Regions from separate parts of the Mus musculus genome. Here region 1 is linked to region 2. A link is a contact called in public Hi-C data. All regions are on one chromosome and are shown on one strand. Each heading gives the region's core, a stretch centred on a gene start, on an enhancer-like site or on the middle of the called end of the contact. The rest is flanking DNA. Distances are from core to core; before and after follow the strand shown. Region 1 has its middle 150 kb from the start of Gm46348. Region 2 overlaps Dock4 (dedicator of cytokinesis 4).

Region 1 (5,260 bases), core at 1,734-4,233, 1.3 Mb after region 2:
CAGGGCTAAAACTCCCTTATTTTCTTCTGGTGATCTACTTCCCAATGAGGCCCTATGGGTTAATGATTTTGTGATATTGAAAGAACCACAACATGAGAATTCCCCCACATTCTGACTCAGGAGAGGTGGCACCCCAAATCATTCACGAGAAACGGTCTTGATGCAAACCGCAAGAGGACTTTTATTCCAGGCATGCTCTGGGACCCACAGTTGTACACCATGCAGGGGTAGAGGAATGTGGGCCCCGAGTAGCGGGGACAGGAGGTATTTAAAGGAAGAAACCACAACTCAAAGGGGTGGGGAGGGCGTGGGGAAAATACCAAAATACCAGTTAAGAGTCACAAGGGAGTAGGAGTCAATACAGTTTCTATGAGTCTCTAACAATAGCACATTTTCATAGCAGGTTCCAGGAGCGGTCAGGGTGGGTCAGGGTGATGTTCTTTGAATGAACACTCCCCGAACCCAGGAAGCAGGTGTGTGGAGGAATGTAGCTATCTGTTTTATGATTAGCATGCCTTGGAGCATTGAGTCACAAAGGTCACATTCTCAAGCCTGGGCCTAAAGGCCTAGAATTTTGTTTTTACACTTTTTCAATATCTCACAAAATCAGCAACAATTAAGTATTAAGTCTTTGAATACATGAGCCTACATTCTAATCATACTGAAAGTATTGAAAAAATTCCTATACAAATTGGAATATGAGCAGAAATTAGGTATGGCTATGCATAACTATGCTCCCAGCACTTGAAAAGCTGAGAAAAGAGGATTGTAAATTTGAGGCCAGACTAGGGTACAGAGTGAGACCATTTTGTTTTGTTTTTAATGTATTCAGTTTTAAAGTACTAGTATGCTAAAACTGAATGATCACTACCACTTCCCCCAGATCACAGGCAGATACAACATGGCAATAACAACATGTATTTGCCCCAGCTGTTTTGTGATCTTTGAATCCCTCTGAAGACTGGTTCTTAGCAGTCCTGCTTATGCCCAGAAAGTTTTACAAAAAAAACCCTGCTATTTGTGGTACTGAAAGAGAAGGATGGGAGCAGAACGGTAAAGAACAGTTTTTTTCACCTTGAATAGGTTAATCCCTCTCAGTAGGTTTCTTGTTCCTGGTGTACAAAGAGAGAAGATTGCCTTCTCCTTTATTGACTCATTGCTAGCATATGGCTTTTTCTCCTAATGATGTGGCTATTACTCAGTGCTTTCTGAAAACATAAGCCAACTCATTTCATATTTGTTTTTCCTTGTTTGTGTTAACAGGATGTGGCCTCTAAGATCTATTTCAATTTTTAAAAGAAGTGAAATCTAAGAACTCAAATGTTGAATGTTTTTGTGATTTTTTAGCTTATTACCTTTTATGTAAAATAAATTTGGTGGCTAGGAATGAACTTAGATGAAACTCAGAATTGGTTATTTAAAACAGGTTCTTGTTGAAAGAATGAATAATATACCCCAAATTTCCCTTCCTGGAGACCATTTGAGAACTCCCAAATCTAGAACACTAAATATCTTGTACTCTGACTCATTATATTCAGCCCTTAAAGTGTTGCTCAATTTCCAAACAGAAGCTTCCAGAGTTGAAAGCTGACAAGTGAGAAGTAGGTCAAAAATGAGCATCACCTAGTCTAGAAATTCCTCCTACCTTAGTCTTGATTCCAGAACTCTTCTCTCTGTAAAACAGAACCAGTTCTTTGAACACTGTATTTTGTTGTGACTGTCTTTGTAGGGAGTCAGTCCCTGTGGGGATGAGTCTTGATCTATAGATATGTTTTGGAAATTTAGAATAGATGTAAAGTGTTCCCTGGCAGAACAGTGCCTTTTTCCTTCTCTTTCTCTGAACTAATCAGTTTCAAGGTAATCTCAAGCCAATTTGTAGTATAGCTCAGGTCTCAGCTTCCACTGTGGGCGAGGACAGGGATCTCAAACACCAAATCCTTAAAGTTCTCACTTAAAATGGAAAGGAGCATGAATAATCTTTTTTTTTTTTTCTTTTCTTTTTGAGATGTAGTGCATGAATAAGGCACTGTGCTTTTTGAGGGTGTTATTCAAAATACAAAAGGTGTTATTCACAATGCCTCTTTTACTGTAGAAAATGCACGCTTGCTAACTTGGGCTTCAGCGTTGTTAAAAGAAAATCTGCAGATAGAGCAAAAGGGCAAAAGGGTGACATCTGGCACAACAGACGTTCTAAGATGGTTTTGGCATAAAGCCTGCATTAAACAGCCGAGGCAGAAGAAAAAAAATCTATTGAAATAAAAAAAAAAAAAAAGAAAGAAAGAAAGAAAAATGAGGGCAATACAACTCTGACTTCCAATCTTCAGAAAGGAAGCTTAAAATCAGCCTAACAGTTTTGTTGTTCTCCTGACCTAAAGTGGGCCATCCCCTCAAATATGGCTCTGATAGAAAGAAGTCGATGTCTCTGTGATATTTTCTCAAGCAGAGGAGTTTGAATGTTTCATAAATTCCCAGCCACTGCACAGTTGACTTCACCTTTTCACCCGAGTGAGCAATGCACAGAAGTGTCTACGTTATTACAGGATCTCCTCCACTTGACTTGTGTGAACGCTGGCTAGATGTGATGCATCAAGTGCTGTTTGGGGTAATAAAGAACATATTTCATCTTCAAAACAGCAGTGGCATGGAAATTATGAACACTGGAGCTTGAGAAGAAAATAATATACTGCGAGATACAAACAAGGGACAAACTGGGATAAAGTTTCTAAATTGTGTAATTATTCAAGACGTTGAAAGATAAGAGGTACTGCACAGAATTACCTTTGCAGGAGGCAGGTTTAAAACTAGCAATTTTAAGGACACCAATTTTTCTTAAAGTATATTATTTTGACTGCAACAGCTTGGCTTGAAGCTGAGTGGGTAAGTGAGAGGGAGGGAAGACTAGATGAGCATGCCTGATTCTGGATGATCAATAGCTCATTGTTTGAGAGCTTCAAGGCAGCAACTTTGCTGGATTATGAGTGAGAACTCTCGGGTTGGCTCTGCTCTGAGCAGTCTCAGTCAGTTGGTGCCTGTTGCTTTGATACACATGCACATCTGTGAGGTGCCCAAACCATGGCAACAATTCTTTTAAAAATAAGCCTTTGTATTTGGCCTTGGACCCTAATCAGTTACATAGGCACTTGGACTTTACTGATGTAAGACTTATGCCTTCGCCCCAGTTTCTCACATGGAGATGAAAGTGAGAATATTAGCTATGGCCTGACCTTGATCTGCACATGACTCCATCTCAGTGGGACTTTGGCAAGTGAATTGGGGACACAATATGGCCTTTTAAAGTTGTTTATAAATAGAATCTGTGTTGCCTTACATGATTTATGAAGCCAGGATTCCAGAGATTTAACAATATTTGTTGTTGGATACTACACTATGGCGATAAATCAGAGTGCCCCTTTTATACATCAACTGAACAAAAGCCTTCACAAGACTGAGTTCTGTTGGCTCAGATACTGAACTCTGTTTCATTTGTTCTTAATTTCCCATTAATTCTAACATCAAAAATGCAGAGTTTGTTATTTGCCTACTTTAAGAACTATAAATATAGGGTAAAGGTGTTAAGTATAAAGGAAATGAGTTGCTAAGACTACATTTTTAGGAGATCTATCTTGAACAAGAATGAGATTTACAGTCATTCAAATTCTCAGACTGATCAGAGGTGGAGGTCCATAGATTTAGTTTTTTATTTCTTTTATTTTTCTGTCACAGTCATGACTCCTTTTAAGAGAGGTCTAGTATCCTAGGGCCTTCTCACTCTCAGTCTGATTTGGTTTGTTGGGTTTAAATGTAATAATATGTTAATGGTAGATTCAAATTAAAGAAGAATCAGACAGGGTATGAGTGAGCAGTTGATTACTAAGAGGAAGCAGAGAAAACAAACAAAGTACAGAGGTTTTATGTTTCTAATTAAATTCTTCGACTTACTATCTGTCTCTTACTTTGCCAAATATTCTTCTTTGAAGCATCATCTAAGATGGGCATATATGATGAGATTAGAACTGAAAAATTATTGTTTTCATCTGTTTTATGCAGTTAAGGGGTTCTCCACTACTTTCCATGAATTCTTAACACTTTATGGAAGTGTTGCTCTTTGGACATATTAGCAACTAGAAAGACAAAATTTGGACATCAAGCTCTTTTAGGGTATGAAGCCTGAGAAAAGGGATATAGATGAGGTGAGCCCTGGACCTCCCCAGTTTAATTCCAGAGGAACATGCCCTTACATTGTAGGCTGAGAAAACCAGCAAAGGCCTGGTGGCCTTGCTGACTTGAGGAGACTAGAGCACAGAAAGGTAAATATAACTGTAATTTGAATGTTCAAATCTACAAATAAGAAAGCTTGAAGTTTGCAAAGAGAACAGCAGGGGGCCTTTCTTGAGTAAGATGTTAGTTTATATGAGCATGAGTAGAGCCACTTAGTCTAGGACCACATTAGGCTACGAGTACTTTATATTCCTTCCAGCAAGAGCACAAAGCTTTCTCACACAGGAGCCCTCTATGGAATCCTCAGACAGACCAGGTTTTCTTAGTGGCAGATATTGTCCTCAGAGTAAAATGCTGTGTCTGCACCAAACCAGTAACAAACACAGTAAAACAAACATGCCAGAAAATATGCAAAAAGGTTAAAGCCACGAAAGGAACAAAGTGAATCAAAAATGTTTTACTGCAGGTCAGAAAAAAGTGGACACTTATGAAAAGAATATAACAAAGTCTACCATTTACTATCTTTAAATGAACAATGTCTGTCATCCAATGAAAAATACTCCTGGCATACAAACAGACAGGAAAATGTTACTCATGACAAAGACAAGAAACACATGAAGAAGTTATAGAGATAATAGGTGACAACAAAATTCCAAAAGCAACATTTATAAGTACTGTATACATTTACAAAAGATATAAAAATTATTATGAAGAGAAAAATGGAAAGTATTTAAAAGATTCAAAGGAAGCTTAATATAATGAAAGAAACATAAATGTAAAATATATTAGATAGAGAAATGAACAAAGGTCTTGAACACACAGCTGAAAATTACAAGCACAACTTAGTACTAAACATCGAGACCTAAATGCTTGGACAAAATTCCAAATGGTACCTGCACCTGTGGGACAAATATATGTATAAATATAAAACACGTTTAAAAACATAATTTGGACATATATTTGAATCCGGGAAAGAAAGAGTGGTGGTGGTTGTTGAGTGAGAGCAGAGGACATAAATAAAATATAAAGAGAAAGTTGGCCC
Region 2 (5,725 bases), core at 1,355-3,854:
AAAAGGCATCCTACCTCAGCATATTATATCATAAAAATGGACTCTTCTCCCTTTCCAGAGGATGCTGTTTAATCATATTGGAGATGGGGCCTTGCCTCGAAGTGACCCCAACCTTTCTGCACCTGAGAAAGGTGGGTACCAGTCATCCACCCCTTGTAGGTCCTAGAATGTGTCAGGGTTTGTTGTGTCCTCATTTCCCCCAGTCTTCTGTGTGCCGTGTGGCAGGTAGAGCTCTAGACTGTTAATGATCAGGGTGAGTGTGATCTTTAGGCAATTAGTGAAAGGCAGTTTATCATGATCCATTCTCCATAAACTCCTAAGCTCTGAGCAAATTAGAAGCTCCTTTGTGTAATGGCTTTCTGTTGTTCAGCGAGCCCAGGCCAAGCCTGCTCTCCCTGAAGCAAAGTTGCCAATTAAGCCACTAGTTCACACAATGAAAGTAGCTACTCCTCAGATTGATTCCACAGACCCCATCCATTGTCTCCTTCACAAAGCTCATATTCAGCCAGCTCAACTGTTGTTGGTGGTCACTCACACAGGCTCTTGTACCATTAAATGCCATGCAAGCATTGCGATCAGACGCATAATGGAGTGGGGCCCGCCTCAAGGTCAAGCACACACAAATAAGATGCACACACCAAATGCATGCATAGAGCTAAGAAGCCAATTAGCAACACACAGACCAGGAAGAGCAGATTAAATGTCGCTTCCTCCACTGTGGGTGCAGGGACTTGCAAAGTCACCCGTTTGCCTCTCAGGGTCAGGCCTCAAAAATAGCAGTCTCGCAGGCTAATGAATCAAGACTCACTAATGAAATGTCCCAGTAAAGTGCACTTTAATTGCCCCCATTAAGAACTAGGCTGTATTACCATTTTGGTACACTGATAGATTAACATTAAAACTTCCCAAAGGGAGATGAAAATTAGTGAGGGCCTAGCCAAAATTATTTTAAAGCATGGAATTAGCTTTAATGTTGTAAGTCAAGCATTGATCTTCACCAGGAGAAACTAGGGATGTGCTGTTATTTTTACCAACTTTACTAAAGAAAACTACCCAGCAAATATAAAAGAAATAGAGAAAAAAAAATAATGTTTAAAATATTTCCACCCCATTAAATCAAAGCAGTAACTTGGAGGAATAAAACGTGGCAATTCTCACTGCGTCCGTCAGATGGCAGTATCTGCACGGGAAGCAAGCGGGAACGCTGGTTTTACTATTAGAAACTTCATTGTGGAGTGTTTCATAACCTTGTGTGTCCTGCCCTGCTTCCTAGCAGAGCTGTCTATATTCCTACACCGTGATGCCTGGAGCAGATGGATTGCAAAGTAACAATGACGTTATCAGCAGTCCAAGTGGTTTTCTCAGGACTTACTTAGTGTAATCTGTCCATTTGGAACTCATCCTTTCCTGACAGGACTGGTCAGTGTGGCACCCTCAACCCTGTCCTTGGTACTTCTGCCACACAGTTGAAATAAGAGAGTGCCCTTTGCCTCATCACCTCCTTTAGATGGCCATTTGTTCAGACATTTCTACAAATAGGCTGATGACTATATTTTCCATCTATTTCTCAGCATCTAAACACATTTGGAATTCTCAGCAGGTTGCTACTCCCTGGCATAGAGATTTGCAGTTCTGTTTGACAGCTTGAGGGAAATAAAGAGACCTGCTGTTACTCAATTAAATGTCAGCTCTGTTAGGTAACCAATTAGAGAGAGGTTTAATATTGGGGAAGTGTCCTGCTTGGTTACTGCTTAAGGTTTTGTGGTCTTTTTGACTACGTTCTGGATAATTCTGCCAGACTCCTAAGATCTCAAGCATTTGAAAGGCAAAGCTGGCTCTTGTGTGTTTAGCTGTGTTATTCCCTTCCAGCTGTGAATCCCACCCCTAGCAGCTGGAGCCTGGACAGTGGGAAAGAAGCCAAGAACATGTCGGACAGTGGGAAACTTATCTCTCCCCCTGTCCCTCCAAGGCCCACACAGACTGGTGGGTATTTGAAGCATTTGAATAATCACTTTCATATAATAAGTATATTGAGCATTTCAGTTTGCTAGCAACATCATTTGCCTCTAGTTGGCTCCTCCTTTCCCTGTTCTTCTGCCATACAGTCAGACAACAGTCCCTTCTAATAAGCCCCTCGGAAGAATTTGAGCATGCCATCTTCTTCCTGGCTCCATGTTCAACCCTTGTTGCTTGATGGGCCACTGGCCTCTGCCCTTCGCTTGCACTGATCTCTGCTAACTCGGCCGCTTTCTATAATCTTCCCCGATGACATCAATGTTTCAGCTGACTCGAGAGCCAACCCTCAGTGGCTTTGAGGAGCCTCTGACACCTTGAGTTATCTGCTGCTCTCAGAGCTCTGTTTCCGGCAGTGGTGTTGCTCAAAGGGCTAAAGCGTGGACCTGCATCTCTTGTAACTGTGGCTCACGAAGCACATCCTAACGTACGTCTAGCCTCAGGTCTTCTGAGCCAGTAGATTATGTTCCTGAAATGAGGCTGGGGCCAGCATTTTACCAGGCCATTTGTGGGCTGCTTCTGCTCACTAACATCTGAGTGCTGAAAATGGTTGGGAAACTTCCAGCCTGGCCCTGGGTCCCCAGAGAATCACAGACAGAAGCAGAGCTGGCTTTCATGAGCTTCTGTTGGGAAAAGGCCAACTTTCCCTCTGAACATACACCACTTGCTTGGTGACTTGCATGCGGAGCAGTTTTAAGAGAAGCTTGAACTGACTGCCTTTTCCAGTAACCAGATCTTGTCAGCACTTTCCTACATCGCTGGAGCTTTCCAGGTATAGCCGGCCTAAGAACCAAAGAAAATGTGGTACCATTTCCTCAGCAGAGTGCCCTAGTCTGAGCACTCGGTGTCACTTGCTACATCGTAGCTTCTCATCCTTTGAATAGTTTCTGCAGGGTCAGAATGAGGGATGAATTTAATCCTCTTGATCGGTATTAGTATATCGGTCTGATTGTAGAAATGAGGGCCCATCAGCCAAATCATTTGTATTTCTTTGCTGATCCATGTACATTCAGACAGTCTCGTTATTTAAAGGCTTGGTTGTGCCCGTGAATATGGGAACTTGAAAGGTATTTTTAAGGGAAAATAAGATTGATAGTTCTTACAAAGGAATAAATATTATCAGTGCTAGCTGGGCGTCTGAGACAAAAAGAAGCTGGTGGGTCTATTTTAGGCTTATAGAAAGTACATTTCCAGAAAAATAGCTCGGAGAAAGAGCACTAGGTGCCAGGCCTGCACCATGTCTAAGACCAAGTCAAGTACACAGGAGGCCTTGACCTCAGTGACAGTAGTGGCAGATGTGGCCGATTTCTCTGTACATATGTGGTTTTCTTCCTAGTCAGCACTCACAACGTGTGGGAACAGAAGTAGGAGCTGGCTTGTGTAGATGAGACCTCCCAACCCCGCAGTGTGATAATGGACCACCCTCTGTGGTCTCTTAGGGCTCAGCACAGCTGGGCAACCCTTCTCCTCCCACATAGATTGGTAGGGCTGCTGTCCCTTCTGTACTGATTGCTTTCATGGTCTGTCCTGATGTCATCATCTGTGGTCAGTGTTGTGGGGCTGTGCAACTGTCTGTCTTTCTTCCTTTCAGCCTTTCGGTAGGTTTTTATGAGTTCTAGACCTCAGTGTGATGGCTGGAAGAGTGGCAGGAAATCACAGAGGGACAGAGCTCACATTCGCCAAAATCACTCTGTGTGGAAGTGGGAAGGACGGCTTGGCCTCGCCCCGTCGACTGGGTCACAAGCTGTTTTTATGCTATGCAGTTACAGTCTAGAAACAAGACGTGATCTGTAAGCACACAAAAGAGCACATGCCACACATGCTGGGTCCCTGGCATCAGACCTGAAAACCCCAGAGAAGCAGAAGTCACTCTTGCCATGATGGTGATATCTCAAATTCCCCACCCAGCGGACTGAGGGAAGGCCTATGGACAGGCATTAGAGAAGAAATGGGAAGCTTATCTCCCTTTGTACTGATGTGGACAAGCTTTCTGTCTGCACTGGGAATGTTGGGAGGTGAGGTGAAAGGGAAGGGTTACTGAACATCCCTATAGGCCTGCTCTAGGCTGCCTGCAGGGCCTTGGTCTTCCCTGTTCAGGCCAAAGACAGAAGGTGTCTCCCAACGACTCCTAGCACTTTCCCCCAGGAGCATTTTATGAGATCAAGCAGTTGAGTGATGAAAGGCATCTGGACTTGGAGGTTTAGAAAGGATTTGAGAGCCAAGCGTGGCAGCACAGACACATAACCTAAGCACTTAGGAGGTGTCAGGAGACTAAGGAATTCATGGCCATCCACAGCCGTGTATGGAGCTCAAGTCTAGCTTTGACTACATGAAGCCTTATCAGCAGAAAAAGAACGGAAAGGAAAGAAAAAAAGGCCATTGGAGCTGTTTGGGGCCATACCCTTCTAGTCAAAGCATCATATGTGTACAGCAGTAACTTTTTCACTAACTGGCCAATGTCTTGATGGCACCATCTTCTACAAGGAATCTATTCTAGAGAGCCATTGTGTAGTTTGTCCTCTCCATTTTCCTCTTCCCTTGCTGAGAAGATCCTTATCCACTAATACATCTGCCTGGGCTTGGACACATAGAGGGCATATGCAGCCAGCCCTCTGGTTTTTCTTAGTTAAAATGTTCTTTCTCCATCTACAGCTTCGCCAGCAAGACACACCACATCAGTGTCCCCCTCGCCTGCTGGACGTTCTCCATTGAAGGTACAGGTCTGTCATTAGACTGGATCCAAAGATCGGCCCTGGTTCCTTTTTCTTAAAACCTTGTCCTAAGCTCATCAAAAGGTGCTTTCATTCCTACAGACAAGGTCATATTAAGAAGGGGGTTGGGGGCAAGAAAACAGCGCTGCTTTTCCCCTTGCAGAGATTTACCCAAGAACACAGATCTCGTGGGCTACGTTTTGTTTTCTATTGTTTGTTTTGTTGTTTAGTAGTAGGAGGATGCGCAGCTTAATTCTCCATATTTTGGCAATGAGAACATAACAAACTATAGTCAACACATTTAAAGCACATTAAACATACATGTGTACGCCTACATTGAAAAACGCCCGTAATCAAGGTCTACTAAATGCTCTTCTGGAAGTTTTGGGGCTTTATCATCAACCTCATTCATTTTGGCAAAGCCAAACCCAACTTTCTCTCTCAATACTTTGCATTAAAGATACTCCACATTACAAACATATACTGAATTATAGAGGACATGGTGGCATAAATGGGAAAAAAAAAACCACAGAGAACAAGCTAGCCACCTTAAGGGTCACATGTGTGACATGTAAATGCAGGCTATTTAACATCTCTAAGCCTACAAATCCCTCAGGAAGATCAAGAACAATATTCAGTCAGACTGGCCACAAGGCTTTTCAGCACACTGGAGAAGGGTTGTGAGAAGCGCAGCCCCGGGAGCAGACAGGAGGCTGGAGGGAGTGTTGAATGGATGGTTGGCACCGGGTTGACTTAGGTGTCCACACCCTGTGTCCTCTGTGTAGATAACACAGTGCTAGCTGAGATGAAAGACAAATTGGTCTCCACAAACACTTCGGAACAGGTTGTGACCCACTGTATCTGTGCTGCTCATGACTGTCACCTATGGAAACAGAGAATACCAAAAAGGGGGTGGGGCCTCAAAAAAAAAGTGTGGCTAGGTTTTCATCGCCAGAGTTCCTGTTGTAAAATTTTGCTGGAAGTGCAAATGATTTTCTAGT

What was found. Hi-C and Micro-C count contacts between places; a contact is called where the count stands out from the background.
Region 1: a Hi-C map of cerebellum shows a contact between it and region 2, with 2.7 times the contacts expected there. The contact joins two enhancer-like sites. A contact is called at or near these places in 1 of 15 datasets of contacts at CTCF or cohesin (large pre-B cells), 2 of 484 Hi-C or Micro-C datasets (cerebellar granule neurons and cerebellum) and 1 of 115 datasets of contacts at active chromatin or transcription factors (embryonic stem cells).

What each region holds. Positions count from the first base shown.
Region 1 is chr12:42,135,863-42,141,122 of GRCm38.p6, forward strand. No RefSeq gene overlaps it. Among named protein-coding and RNA genes, the nearest start is that of Gm46348, 150 kb to the left of the region's middle. Within about 2 kb of position 2,984, at least 23 of the 459 cell types and tissues checked have an H3K27ac peak or open chromatin away from gene starts, as enhancers often do. A contact at or near this core is called in cerebellum, where this site is marked.
Region 2 is chr12:40,836,572-40,842,296 of GRCm38.p6, forward strand. It overlaps Dock4 (dedicator of cytokinesis 4), which reads left to right. Exons shown (of 53, transcript NM_172803.2): 50 at 59-131; 51 at 1,870-1,983; 52 at 4,666-4,727. Among named protein-coding and RNA genes, the nearest start is that of Immp2l, 180 kb to the right of the region's middle. Within about 2 kb of position 2,605, at least 19 of the 459 cell types and tissues checked have an H3K27ac peak or open chromatin away from gene starts, as enhancers often do. A contact at or near this core is called in cerebellum, where this site is marked.